Regions from separate parts of the Zea mays genome. Here region 2 is linked to region 1. A link is a contact called in public Hi-C data. All regions are on one chromosome and are shown on one strand. The core of a region is the stretch at or near the end of the contact, and the rest is flanking DNA. Distances in the headings are between cores, read along the strand shown. Region 1 holds the start of LOC118476033 (mitochondrial carnitine/acylcarnitine carrier-like protein). Region 2 has its middle 3.6 kb from the start of TRNAM-CAU.

What was found. Hi-C and Micro-C count contacts between places; a contact is called where the count stands out from the background.
Region 2: a contact with region 1 is called in a Hi-C map of leaf, with 2.8 times the contacts expected there. The contact joins the enhancer-like site here to the promoter of LOC118476033 in region 1. A contact is called at or near these places in 5 of 25 Hi-C or Micro-C datasets (bundle sheath, ear, endosperm and 2 more).

Annotation. Positions count from the first base shown.
Region 1 is chr1:100,601,935-100,608,187 of Zm-B73-REFERENCE-NAM-5.0, forward strand. LOC118476033 (mitochondrial carnitine/acylcarnitine carrier-like protein) reads left to right here and starts at 2,593. Exons shown (of 3, transcript XM_035964058.1): 1 at 2,593-2,891; 2 at 3,604-4,002; 3 at 5,805-6,253. The coding sequence starts at 3,611.
Region 2 is chr1:100,845,546-100,851,798 of Zm-B73-REFERENCE-NAM-5.0, forward strand. No RefSeq gene overlaps it. Among protein-coding and RNA genes, the nearest start is that of TRNAM-CAU, 3.6 kb to the left of the region's middle. Within about 2 kb of position 2,611, at least 5 of the 20 cell types and tissues checked have an H3K27ac peak or open chromatin away from gene starts, as enhancers often do. A contact at or near this core is called in bundle sheath and leaf, where this site is marked.

The DNA.
Region 1 (6,253 bases), core at 1,343-3,842:
AAGTTTTTGCCTATTGACAGGTTGATCAGGTAGACATGGCCGAAGAGGATGCGATCTGAAACGGCCTCTGTGCATTAAAGTCCCATCAAGTATTTATATTATCTGATCGCAAGAGCCGATGACTTGCATCGATCTGAGTCCTTACTTCGGGAACAAAACCTCATGAGGTCAATTGTTTCCGAAGTTTTCGCTGATGCTTTTGGTTCGCCAAGCTCCACCAAAAGGCAGGGGGGCATATGTTGGACACCAAAATGAGCGGACGGTCCGGCCCATGGGCCCGGACGGTCCGTGTGTCCCAGGATTAGATTAACTCGGATGTTTATCCTTATCTCGTGCGTGGTTATCCATCTAATCACGTGGGAGTTTGTTGGCTATCTCTTAGGAAAAGGTCCAGACCTCCTCCCCTATAAATATAAAGGGGTACGGCCGATTGAGAACCCCCGAACACATTCCAATCGAACCAATTACCTTATTTACTTTTCCTGCCCTAGGAGTAGATGTAGCATAGTTCTAGTTGTAGTCTTCCACATATCCACATCCACCCCTATTCGACTCTACGTCGTCTAGATCCGTCTTGGGTGGCCTGCCGATCCCAAGACGACCCTAGGATCTCACCCCTCCCGGGGGGCAAGATCTAGTTGTCCATCCAAGACTTCTTCCTCGATTTGATCTCTTAATTCCTAGGCGACTCCACGTCGTCTGGGGACGCCCCGGGTGACCTGTCGACCCAGAGCACCTTAAGATCTTTCCCCCCAGGGGACGAGATCTAGATTCCAGCAAGGAGGAGGAAGACGACCCTGTCGCCAGGTCGCGGACCGTCCGGCCCAGATCTGCGGACCGTCCGGTGTGACGCAGGGAAGACACCGCTCCTGCGCCCAGGTCGCGGACCGTCCGACCCAAGGCTGCGGTCCGTCCGCGCCTGACCAGAGGGCACCGTCACGGTTCTTGTTGAGTGTTTGGCGCTCCAAAAAGGCGTCAACACACGTATACATATTGTTACGTGTAATAAATCATTATTTGTTCATCAAAATAAACACATTTGTACAATGATTGATCTCTTAATAAGGTAATTATTTATTTTTTATCATTAACTAGTACACGAAAACATTATCACGTGTAGGTTTAACGGGTCCCCGCGGGGAACAGGGATGAGGATGCTTCCCTGTCCAATCCCCGTTTACCCGTCGGGGGAAGAATTTTTGCAGTTACATCCCTATGGGGAAGAAACTTTTCCATCGTTGTCTCCTAATGGAGGAATTCCCCACGGAAATTTGGGATTGGGGCCATTGCCATATCTAGTTGTGTGCGGCAGCGCTCCGTCTAGAGATGGCAACGGGTACAAACCCGCTGGGTTTTGCCGTCCCAAACCCGTACCCGTGAAAAATATCTATGCCCATTAAAAAACCCGTACCCATGACGGGTTTGAGATTTTGCCCAAACCCGTACCCATCGGGTTAACGGGTACCCATGGGTTACCCGCGGGTTTCATCTCCAATATACTTGTTCTTCTCATAATCAATAAGTATCGTAATGATTAATGATATCATGATCCAAAATCTATGTAATGAACAACGAGTTCATGATTTGGTATAAAAATTATTAGTAGAGAGAATGAAATACAAATAATAAGTTGTATAATTAAGTGACCTTGCACTAAGTTATCCATCCACCACATATATAACGCTAGTAAAAACTATAATATCAAGCAAGCAACACTCTCACCGACTACTGATACATTCACCAATTGATAAAAATTATGAAGTAAATAAGGAATAACAAGTTTGTTGTTCGTTTATAAAATAAAATGACAATATGCACTAGGTTTGGTCGGGTTTAAAAAACCCACGGGTTCACGGGTTTGGGTACTATAGGAACAAACCCGTACCCATAAACCCGCTGGGTACAGATTTATGCCCATTTACAAACCCATGGGTATGAAAATTGACCCAAACCCGTACCCTAATGGGGTAAAAACCCATCGGGTTTCGGGTTTCGGGTACCCATTGCCATCTCTAGCTCCGTCACAATACAAGAAGCAAGAGTTTGTTTGAGGGCATGTACAACCAACGTAAGTAAATACCCCGTATCTTAAGTGATGTCAAGGGAGTAAGTGCAAAAAAACCTAAGAGACGACATCTTAGTGAAGGAACTGTCTCTAACACGTTTCTCTAAGTTTGATATGATTCTACACATACAAATCATATAAATGAGTGGTATCTTGAGAGATTCTAGTGAATAAGATATAAGATTTAGATATATTAAGTCGTACGAAGAGGTTTCTTAGTTATATGTACTTAAATACATTGATCGTATGAAGATGTTTCTTAGATGTATCTAGTGCTTAGAAATAAAATATAATATATAGGTTCGAGTTTCGTGAGCTGAGACATGAGGGCACAGAGGATATGAACGTAGGCCATGTTCCTGTCCGCATCCATCCACCGATCCACCCACCAACCCCCGGATCAGAGGTCCGTGCCATTCCAAACGTTTACGAAACGTGTTGGATTGGTTGCATCGCTGGTAGTTGAAGGTGAAGTGCCTCTAGACTGTCGTAGCAGTAGGTCAGTAGCTGACCATGGCAGCCTACCCTATATACTCCGGCTCGCCCACCCACCCGGCAACCCGCCGCCCGCGGAACAGCCCCCGTGACCGTGAACCAACCAGTTGTCCAGTTCCGCTCCGGCACTCCACCCACCCACCCAGCCACCCCACGCCCGCGAGCGACCAACTCCCCTCTCGAACGGTTCGGGCCTTTGCAGTCGACAGATCGATCAATCAGCACCGACCACTCGCGACCCGATTCGAATCGAGCCAGAGTCCCAGGCAGCGGCGGCGGCGGCGCCCGCCTCCAAGACCACCTCCACCCGGACCCCAGCCCCAACCCCAAGGTGAGCCGCCCCCTCCGCGGCTGCCCTCCTCGTCTCGCTGCATTGCTCATCGTCATCGGGTTGCTTTGTTAGGTCTCCCTCTCGTACCGTTCCCCGCTCTGCGCGCGCTCGTGCGTCATATCTGGCCTGCGATTCATTTCACGGCGCCGTGTGCCTCTAATATGGCTGGCGTCTGTGCCTCTTTGGTGAGGTTTTCGACTCCGTGGCTTTGCCTTCCCTCTAGAGACAGCGGGTGGTGTCTTCAGCCCTGATGGCACCATGTCATGTGCGCGATTGGATCATGGGGATTCTGATGGTTCACAGCGCTTCTTCACCTTCTCCGTCAAGGGTTCTGTATGTTGCAAACCACGGTGTGGTTCTCTTTGACATGTCCATTGACGACTGCCATACTGTGCATTTCTGATAGCTTTGCGCAGCTTACCTGTCTTATTGCAAAATAACCAGTAGTACCATTGGCGGAAGCAGGCCCCCCCCCCCCCCCCCCCCCCCACCCCCCCCCCCCCCCCCCCCCCCCCCCCTCTTCCCTGTCCCCCTTCCCCGTCAAATTGGTTGTTGGTACTTTGCTTTTCTGGCTCATTCTAAATTTTCATCCAGACCAGACAACCCGGTGTTTGATACAAAATTTGCTGTGAACCTTTACTTGCATCGAGAAAAGTAAGTCGCTTGTAGTTTTCTCATAGTTCATTGCAAATCGAACTGTATTTCGTTGCAGTTAACAGATGGGGGACGTTGCGAAGGACTTGACGGCTGGGACCGTGGGAGGGGCTGCCAACCTCATCGTCGGGCACCCGTTCGACACCATCAAGGTCAAGCTCCAGAGCCAGCCCACCCCTGCTCCCGGACAGCTCCCCAAGTACGCCGGCGCCATCGATGCTGTGAAGCAGACGGTCGCGGCTGAAGGTCCGAGGGGCCTATACAAGGGGATGGGGGCACCTCTGGCCACCGTAGCGGCCTTCAACGCTGTCTTGTTCAGTGTCAGGGGGCAGATGGAGGCGTTTCTCAGGTCAGAGCCTGGTGTGCCGCTGACAGTGAAGCAGCAGGTTGTTGCGGGCGCCGGTGCTGGAATCGCAGTCTCCTTCTTGGCTTGTCCAACAGAACTGATCAAGTGCAGGTCAGTGAGAGTCGGGCCAATTTTTCATCATTACATTTTTTCCACTTGAATTTTGGATATTAATTAGGTGGCCTTTTACATGCTAACTTGGAACCCATGTGGTGAAGAGATGTTAGTCATCATGCATGTCAGATACTGAATTGTCTTACTTGCATAATCAGATATTGGCCCCGTTTGTTTGGGATTTTTTCAGCTTCTGGCCACCAAAAGCTGCTGCGGACTGCCAAACACCACAGCTTTTCAGCCCGCTTCTATAAGAATCATTTTGGTAAAAACGTCTAAAATCAACATGAATACAAAATCGGTTGAGTCGTCGCGATAGTAGGAATTCATCGCTTTCTAGATCCTGAAACATTTGAACCACTTCATCTTCCTCCGCACGTAATCCCACGATACTCAGATTTTTCTCACAGCCAGATTCTCTCCACAACCGGATTTTCAGAAAAGCTGATCAGAAAAAAGCTGAACCAAACAGGCCCATTAGATTTTTGCTACAATATCCTCCATTTAAGCAAGCCTATAAAGAATTTCCCATGTTGCTTAAGACCGAACAACTGAATCATATCCTTTGTATTTTTGTGATCCTGAACAAATATACTCAATCATATCCTTACATTGCTTATCTATTCAGCTCAGAAATGTAAGTTCCTGCAAAACAAATTCATGTCGAATACATGATGATATTTGTCCTATGTAAAATGCGCTTTCCTTCATATGCTACACATTGTGCGCTGTATGGTACTAAATTGCTATGCATTTCAGTGTTCCTTAATTTAGCTCACTTACATCATATTGTGGTTCTTTGCGTTAGCAATTTAGCATAAACATCTGCTGTCAGTAATACGCTAATCCAAATGCCATAAGATTGAACCATGAAAAAAAACATGTGTCTAGTGCGAACACAAACTAAAATAATTTATGCTCTTTTTTTTGGGTATGCAAATAAAGTTCCCACTAGTCAGACTCATGTAAAATGCATGGTGATTCAAATTATACTTCAGGGAGTTGCTCTGCCATATTTTGTGCGATTTGTCTCCTGAAATCTTTACAGAAAATGCAGTGCTAGAAATCGTCATGCTCTGAATTACATGCATGGGTTATGCTATCACCTGTTTTGCATGTTACATTCTTTGAGAAATCTTTTAAAACAGCACTGTTTTCCATATCCTACCTGTTACCATGCTAAGGCATTTTTCTCATTTCTACTCTTTACTTGAGTGTCTAGCTGGAATCAGTGTGGTTAAGTCCTGATATTTGTTCTTTATGGACTGTGCATTCCTGCAGATGTTAGAAATCATACATGTAAGATACTATTTGCCATGCATTCCAGGTGCTTGCGCTGTTCATGTCACTTGCAACATGTCATGACTAAAACTGCACTAGATTAAGGGGGTGTTTGGTTTCTAGGGACTAATTTTTAGTCCCTCAATTTTATTCCATTTTAGTCACTAAATTGTTAAATACGGAAACTAAAACTCTATTTTAGTTTTCATATTTGACAATTTAGGTATTAAAATGGAGGGACTAAAAATTAGTCCCTAGAATACCAAACACTCCTTAATGCTATAGTGTCCTCCATGTGAGTAAGCTTGCTAGCATAAAATTCCTGCAATACTTGTAGCGCTATTTACCAAATGCCATAAAAATGGCTGCTGCAAACTTATTTTGTGCCAATATTAAAACAGTTTTTTTCCTGTTCGCAAAGGATTTCCTATAAGCTGTACTAATGTAAAACGGACTTGTAGCCATCTATTGTGCATTCCACTATACTGCTTCTAATATATCCCTTCCTTTCTTTACAGGTTGCAAGCCCAGAGTTCCTTAGCCGAGGCAGCCACCGCTTCTGGTGTGGCTCTTCCCAAAGGTCCGATCGACGTGGCGAAGCATGTTGTCCGGGACGCCGGCGCCAAAGGTCTCTTCAAGGGCCTGGTCCCGACGATGGGACGCGAGGTCCCTGGCAACGCACTGATGTTCGGCGTGTACGAAGCCACGAAGCAGTACCTGGCCGGCGGCCCGGACACGTCGGGCCTCGGCAGGGGCTCCCAGGTCCTGGCGGGCGGCCTCGCCGGCGCCGCCTTCTGGCTGTCCGTGTACCCGACGGACGTGGTGAAGAGCGTGATCCAGGTGGACGATTACAAGAAGCCCAAGTACTCCGGGTCCCTCGACGCGCTGAGGAAGATCGTGGCGGCTGATGGGGTGAAGGGCCTGTACAAGGGGTTCGGACCCGCCATGGCACGCAGCGTTCCAGCCA
Region 2 (6,253 bases), core at 1,361-3,860, 240 kb after region 1:
CGCCGTGCCCGTGCCGACCCGGCCCGGTGCGCGTGCCGTGCTTGGGCAGGCGGCCTGGCACGCGGTGCTGGCACGGGCCCAGCCCGGTTAAGGCGATGGCACGGCACTGGCCCGGGTAAAAAACGCGTCCGTCCCCCCGACTCCCCGCGGACACGCGGTCGCATTCTTCAAATTTCAGAACCTGCTGCCTGCTCTGCTCCTTTCTCCTCTCTCGCGTCGCGGGCGACTCGGCTTGAAGATTTAGGGTTAGCGCTTGCTGGGGGTCGGCGCCGGTGGAGAACTCCGGTCTCCGGCCGACGACCGACGGCCCGGCGCTAATCTTCCTCTTCCTCTCTCGGTCCGTCCTATCCTCTTCCTTTCTCGCTCCGCTTGTTCGGTGCACCCGAACCCTAACCCTAAACGGCTAAACCTCGATCTGCGCCAAGCTCGCTCCTCTACCTCTGTCGCATGCCTCGTCGTTGGTGGATCCGGTGCTCCGGTGTTGCAGGTAACCCTAAATCTCGTTCTCTCGGTCCTTTCTTCCTTTCTTGCTCCGTCGCCGTGAGTCGTTTGTGTGTGTGTCGTCTTCCTTTCTCGGTCTCTAGGTGTCGTTTTCCTTTCTCGTTCTCTCGATCCGCCGCCGTGTGAGCCGTCTTCTTTCTCGTTCTCTCGCTCCGCCGCTGTGAGCACGTAACCCTAACCATAAGCTTGATTTGTTCAGGTGTGCGCCTTGTGTGTGCGCCGCGCACCGTGAGGAGCCGGAGAAGCCGACTAAGGCGGTGGCCATGTTCATGGACTCGGCTGACGATGAGCTCAATATCGATGCCGTGGTCGAGGAGCGGCGGCTTGAAGCACATAATGAGGCAGAGGATGCTCGGTGCCTCCTCCTTGGTCCCGCTACCATCGATCTGGACGCCGCCGGGACCCAACCGACCCGAACATACACGGGCTCCACAAGCCCAACGGCCGACGCGAGCACCTCTGTCCCTATGCGTGATAAACCTGTCTTTTCTGGTTATATTGGCCATTTGATACCTGCACCTAGTAGGAATGAGAGTGATTTGAGTACTATCTTTTTGCATCAGCGTTGCGCTTGCCATATTATTAATCTGATTGTTAAAAGTTGTTTGAAACGTTTGCAACCATATCTTGAAGACTTTAGGACAACTATAACATTTTTAAACTCTTCAAATCAAAGAATTGCTTCTTATAAACAGTACTGCATGAGTGTTGGTGTTAGACCACGTAAATTTGGAATAGATATGGATGTTAGGTGGAATTCAACATTCCTGATGCTTAAACATTTAGTTCCTTATCATAGCACTTTTTTGGTGCTATGAAAATTACAGTAATACTGGTACATCTACTGGTTTATTTGAGTTAACTTCTTACCTTGATAGTGACACTGAAACTAAATTTGGGCCTGATTTCAACATTCTTATGTGGTGGCAACGCCACAATCAAACTTACCCTATTCTTTCTATACTAGCTAAAGATGTTATGACTGTCCGTGTTTCTACAATATCTTCAGAATCTACTTTCAGTCTAGCTAGCAGGGTGCTCGAGGAGCGGCGACGACGGTTGACGATAGACATGGTGGAAATGCTCTCATGTATCAAGGATTGGGAGTTGGCTGACCAGCACAAGCAACATACTGTGGAGAAGGAAACCAAAAAACTTGAAGCAACCTTTGAAGATATGTACCTAGATGATGAGCAACGAGTATCACCAGGGAACAAAAGAAAGGAACATGAAGGAGGAGGAGATGCGAGAAAGGAAGCAGCACCAAAGAGTTCCAAAAGCAAACAACCTTAAACTCATTCTCTCTTTCTTGGCCTACCTATTTATGTTCTCTTATTGTAATATGCTCATATGGACTGTGGACTGAACTATGAACCTATAAATAATTTAAGGAGCTGGCTGTACTCTTTTCCTTCCTAGGGTTTTCTCACGAGGTGTGAGTTTTTACCTAGGAAGGTTTTTAATAAGGCAGCATTGTACTAAGGCTCCACAAGTATTTCTGTTAAATTTGATGTATTCTGTGTACATGTATGGTTTAATGTGATATTTTATGTGCATTTCTATTAAATCTGTTATATTATGTATATTTGGTTACTGGGCCCAAGCCTAGCCCGACACTAACGGGCTAAACATGCCCCCGGCCCGGCCCGACCCGTTTAACCTTGGGCGTGCCGTGCCTGGGCAGCACAAATGGCCCACGTGCCAGCCCGGCCCGGCCCGTATAACTGGCGTGCCGTGCCTGGGCACGACTGAGTCGGGCCGTGCCCAGTCGTACCCGTGCCGGGCTGGCCCAGCACGTCCATTTGGACATGTATATGAGAGCACTGAGCACAGTTGCTAGCCAATTTGAGCGCACAAACTTTTATGTTCGTCGATCGTTGCCGGTCCAGGGACCACCGCTATTTTTTCTCCTTCTCTTTCGGTGAACACGTAGACTCGGAGTGAAGTGATCCATGATGCATGTATTTTCCACCACCTTTTTTGCTTTTTAATTTTAGCTGTGGCTGCAACACAAAGCAGCTGGAGGAATCTAAACCAGTGGGTGACCGGGTTGAAGAATCGGAAAGAAAGAAATAAAGGAAGGAAGTGCATGCGAAGACACCGCTGGTTGCTCGCAAGTGTCTCGACTCTCGACCATTCGCTCTTCCCGCGCCTTCGCTGTCTGAACTGAACCTTCCTTTGCTTTACATTAAAAAATCGCAAGATATGGCTTCTAGAAGGGGAATGGGCGCGGTGGTCTTCGGAACAGACGGATTATTTTACAGGAAACTGTTTGATTTTATTCGCCACGGATTGGAAAGAAAAAAAAGAAAGGGAGGAGATACTGCCATCGGAAGTGGTATTTTTATAAGCAGAAGAAACACTTTGAAGCGTAATTACTCCTCTTTTCAGTACAGGTAAAGCCCTATCCGGCAGCAGGTCTATGAGCATGCCAAGCTGGAGCGAAGTACAGAGAAAATGCATACAAGATGAGTAAAAATACACTCGAATCACATCACGCTGATCCATATATATATGTACTGCCATACTGGTTGCGAACCGACTATCGGATTCCCAACCCATACTAGGTATCAGGGGCTAAAGACCCTAATCTTTAGTCCCGGTTGTAATGCTCGGTGCTAAAGGATCCGTCTTTAATATAAATTCTAGGCTTGAATCTAGGGACAAAGCTAGCTTAAAACCTACCCTGGTGCACACTATCAAACACAAAGTAAAACATAGTTTAAAAAGAAATACATAACAGATTTTTTGGAAAGCGAGGTTCGGGAGACTATCTTTTCAATGAACCACAATAAGGCTCCGGGCCCTGATGGGTTTCCGGTTGAATCCTATCAACAGTTCTAGGAAACTGTCAATGATGATTTAATGCAAATGTTTACGGATTTAGCCAAGGGATATCTCCCCCTGTTTAGCCTCAATTTTGGAAAAATTAGCCTCATTCCTAAGGTTCAGGTGGCAAATGTTATTCAACAGTATAGGCCAATCTGTCTTCAGAATGTGAGCTATAAAATCTTCACCAAGGTGGCCACCAACAAGTTAGGATCAGTGGCATATAAGGTTGTTAGCTCGACCTAGTCTGCCTTTATTAAAGGTCGTAATATTTTGGAAGGGGTGGTAATCCTGCACGAAACATCACATGAACTCCATCGGAAAAAACATAATGGAGTAATTTTAAAGCTAGACTTTGAGAAGGCTTATGATAAGGTGTGGTGGCCTTTTCTTTTCCAGGCACTCCGTTTGAAGGGTTTCTCGCCCAAATGGATATCTTGGATTAAAACCTTCATCTCGGGTGGAAGTGTAGCGATGGATGTCAATGATGATGTTGGACACTACTTCCAAACAAAAAAGGGCTCAGACAGGAGACCCTTTGTCCCCTATATTATTCAATATAATGGTGGATTTGCTAAAAGTTCTCATCAGTAGGGCTAAACTGGATGAACAGTTCGAGGGACTAATTCCGCACCTTGTGGATGGCAGACTCTCAATACTCCAGTATGTAGATGACACTATACTCTTTATGGACCATGACATAGACAAAGCGTGCAATATGAAGCTGCTTCTATTTGCATTTGAACAAGCTTCAGGTCTAAAAATCAATTTCCACAAGAGTGAGGTTTTCTTTGTTTCGGGGCTGCCTAAGAGAAATTATAACACTATATAGAACTCTTTGGATGTAAGCCAGAGAAACTCTCCATCAGCTACCTTTGTATTCCAATCCATTTCAGAAAATTAAGAATTAGGGATTAGGCTAAAGTTGAAGAGCGCTTTGAAAAGAGCCTTAGCAGCTGGAAAGGGAAACACCTGTCTATCGGAGGACGCTTGACCTTGATTAGTTCAGTACTCAGCAGCTTACCGATGTATATGATGTCCTTCTTCCACCTTCCTAAAGGAGTCCTTAGGAAGCTCAACTATTTCCACTCAAGATTCTTTTGGCAGGGGAATGATAACAAAAGGAAATATAGACTTGTCAAATGGGATATTCTGTGTCAAACTAAGGATCAAGGGGCCTTGGAATCCTAGAGTTGAATACGACGAATACTGCCCTCCTTAGTAAATGGATATACAAACTACTCACCGCTGATGGAATATGGCAACAACTTCTCCGCAATAAATATGTAGGCTCAAAACCTTTGTCTCAGGTTGAGTGGAAACTTGGGGATTCCCACTTCTGGTGTGGCTTAATGAAAGTAAAGCCAACTTTTTTTTGCTATGGATCCTTTCTCCTAAAAGATGGATCACAGGTAAGGTTCTGCGAGGATACATGGCTCGATGGGTCCTCTTTAAGAGACCAATATCCAAGCCTGTATAACATTGTGAGACATAAATCCATAACTATAGCAAAAGTAATGAGTGTATTCCCTCCTACCTTTTCCTGGCGGTGTCGGTGTTTCGACCCCAGGGGGTCCCTGGACCGACGAGTAAATTGTCGTTGCGTGTCCCAGCCCAGATGGGTTGGCGCGAGACGGGACACAAAGGGGGGAGAACAGTAAGGGTAACCCGCGGCCTTTGTGTTGTCCTGCGCCCAGGGCGGATGGATGCACTTGCAGTAGGGGGTTACAAGCGTTCGCGTGGGAGAGAGCGAGAGCGAGAGCCTTATGCGTCGGCCCGTTCTCCTGCGCGGCCAACCCTCTCGTACGAGAGCCCTGGACCTTCCTTTTATAGGCGTAAGGAGAGGGCCCAGGTGTACAATGGGGGTGTAGCAATGTGCTAACGTGTCTAGCAGAGAGGAGCTAGTGCCCTATGTACATGCCGTCGTGGCTGTCGGAGAGGTGTTGCTGCCCTGTTCATGTGATGTCGTGGCCGTCGGAGGAGAGCTAGAGCCCTGCGGAAGGACAGCTGTCGGGGCTGTCGAATCCTTGCTGACGTCTCCTTGCTTCCGTAAGGGGCTGAGAGCCGCCGTCGTCATGGAGCACGCGGGGCGCCATCATTTTTTGTTTACCGGGGCGAGCCAGATGGGACGCCGGTCTTTTTCCCCATAGCCTGAGCTAGCTAGGGGTAGGGTAATGATGCCCCCCTGTGACGTGGTCGGTCCGAGCCTTAGGTCGGGCGAGGCGGAGGCTCCTCCGAGGTCGAGGTTGAGTCCGAGCCCTGGGTCGGGCGAGGCGGAGACCGTCTTCCGAGGCCGAGGCTGTGTCCGAGCCCTGGGGTCGGGCGAGGCGGAGTTCGTCGTCCAACGTCGAGGTTGAGCCCGAGCCCTGGGGTCGGGCGAGGCGGAGATAGTCTTCCGAGGCCGAGGCTGTGTCCGAGCCCTGGGTCGGGCGAGGCGGAGTCCGTCGTCCAGCGTCGAGGTTAAGCCCGAGCCCTGGGGTCAGGCGAGGCGGAGCTTCCTATGGCGCCCGAGGCTGGACTTAGCTGCTGTCAGCCTCACTCTGTCGAGTGGCACAGCAGTCGGAGCGACGCAGGCGGCGCTGTTTTCTTGTCAAGTCGGTCAGTGGAGCGGTGAAGTGACTGCGGTCACTTCGGCTCTGTCGACTGAAGAGGGTGCGTTAGGATAAGGTGTCAGGCGATCCTTGCATTAAATGCTCCTGCGATACGGTCGGTTGGCGTGGCGATCTGGCCAAGGTTGCTTCTCTGCGAAGACTGGGCCTCGGGCGAGCCGAAGGTGTGTCCGTTGCTTGAGGGGGCCCTCGGGCGAGACGTGAATCCTCTGGGGTCGGCTGCCTTTGCCCGAGGCTGGGCTCGAGCGAGGCGAGATCGTGTCCCTTGAGTGGACTGAGCCTTGACCTTAATCGCGCCCATCAGGCCTTTGCAG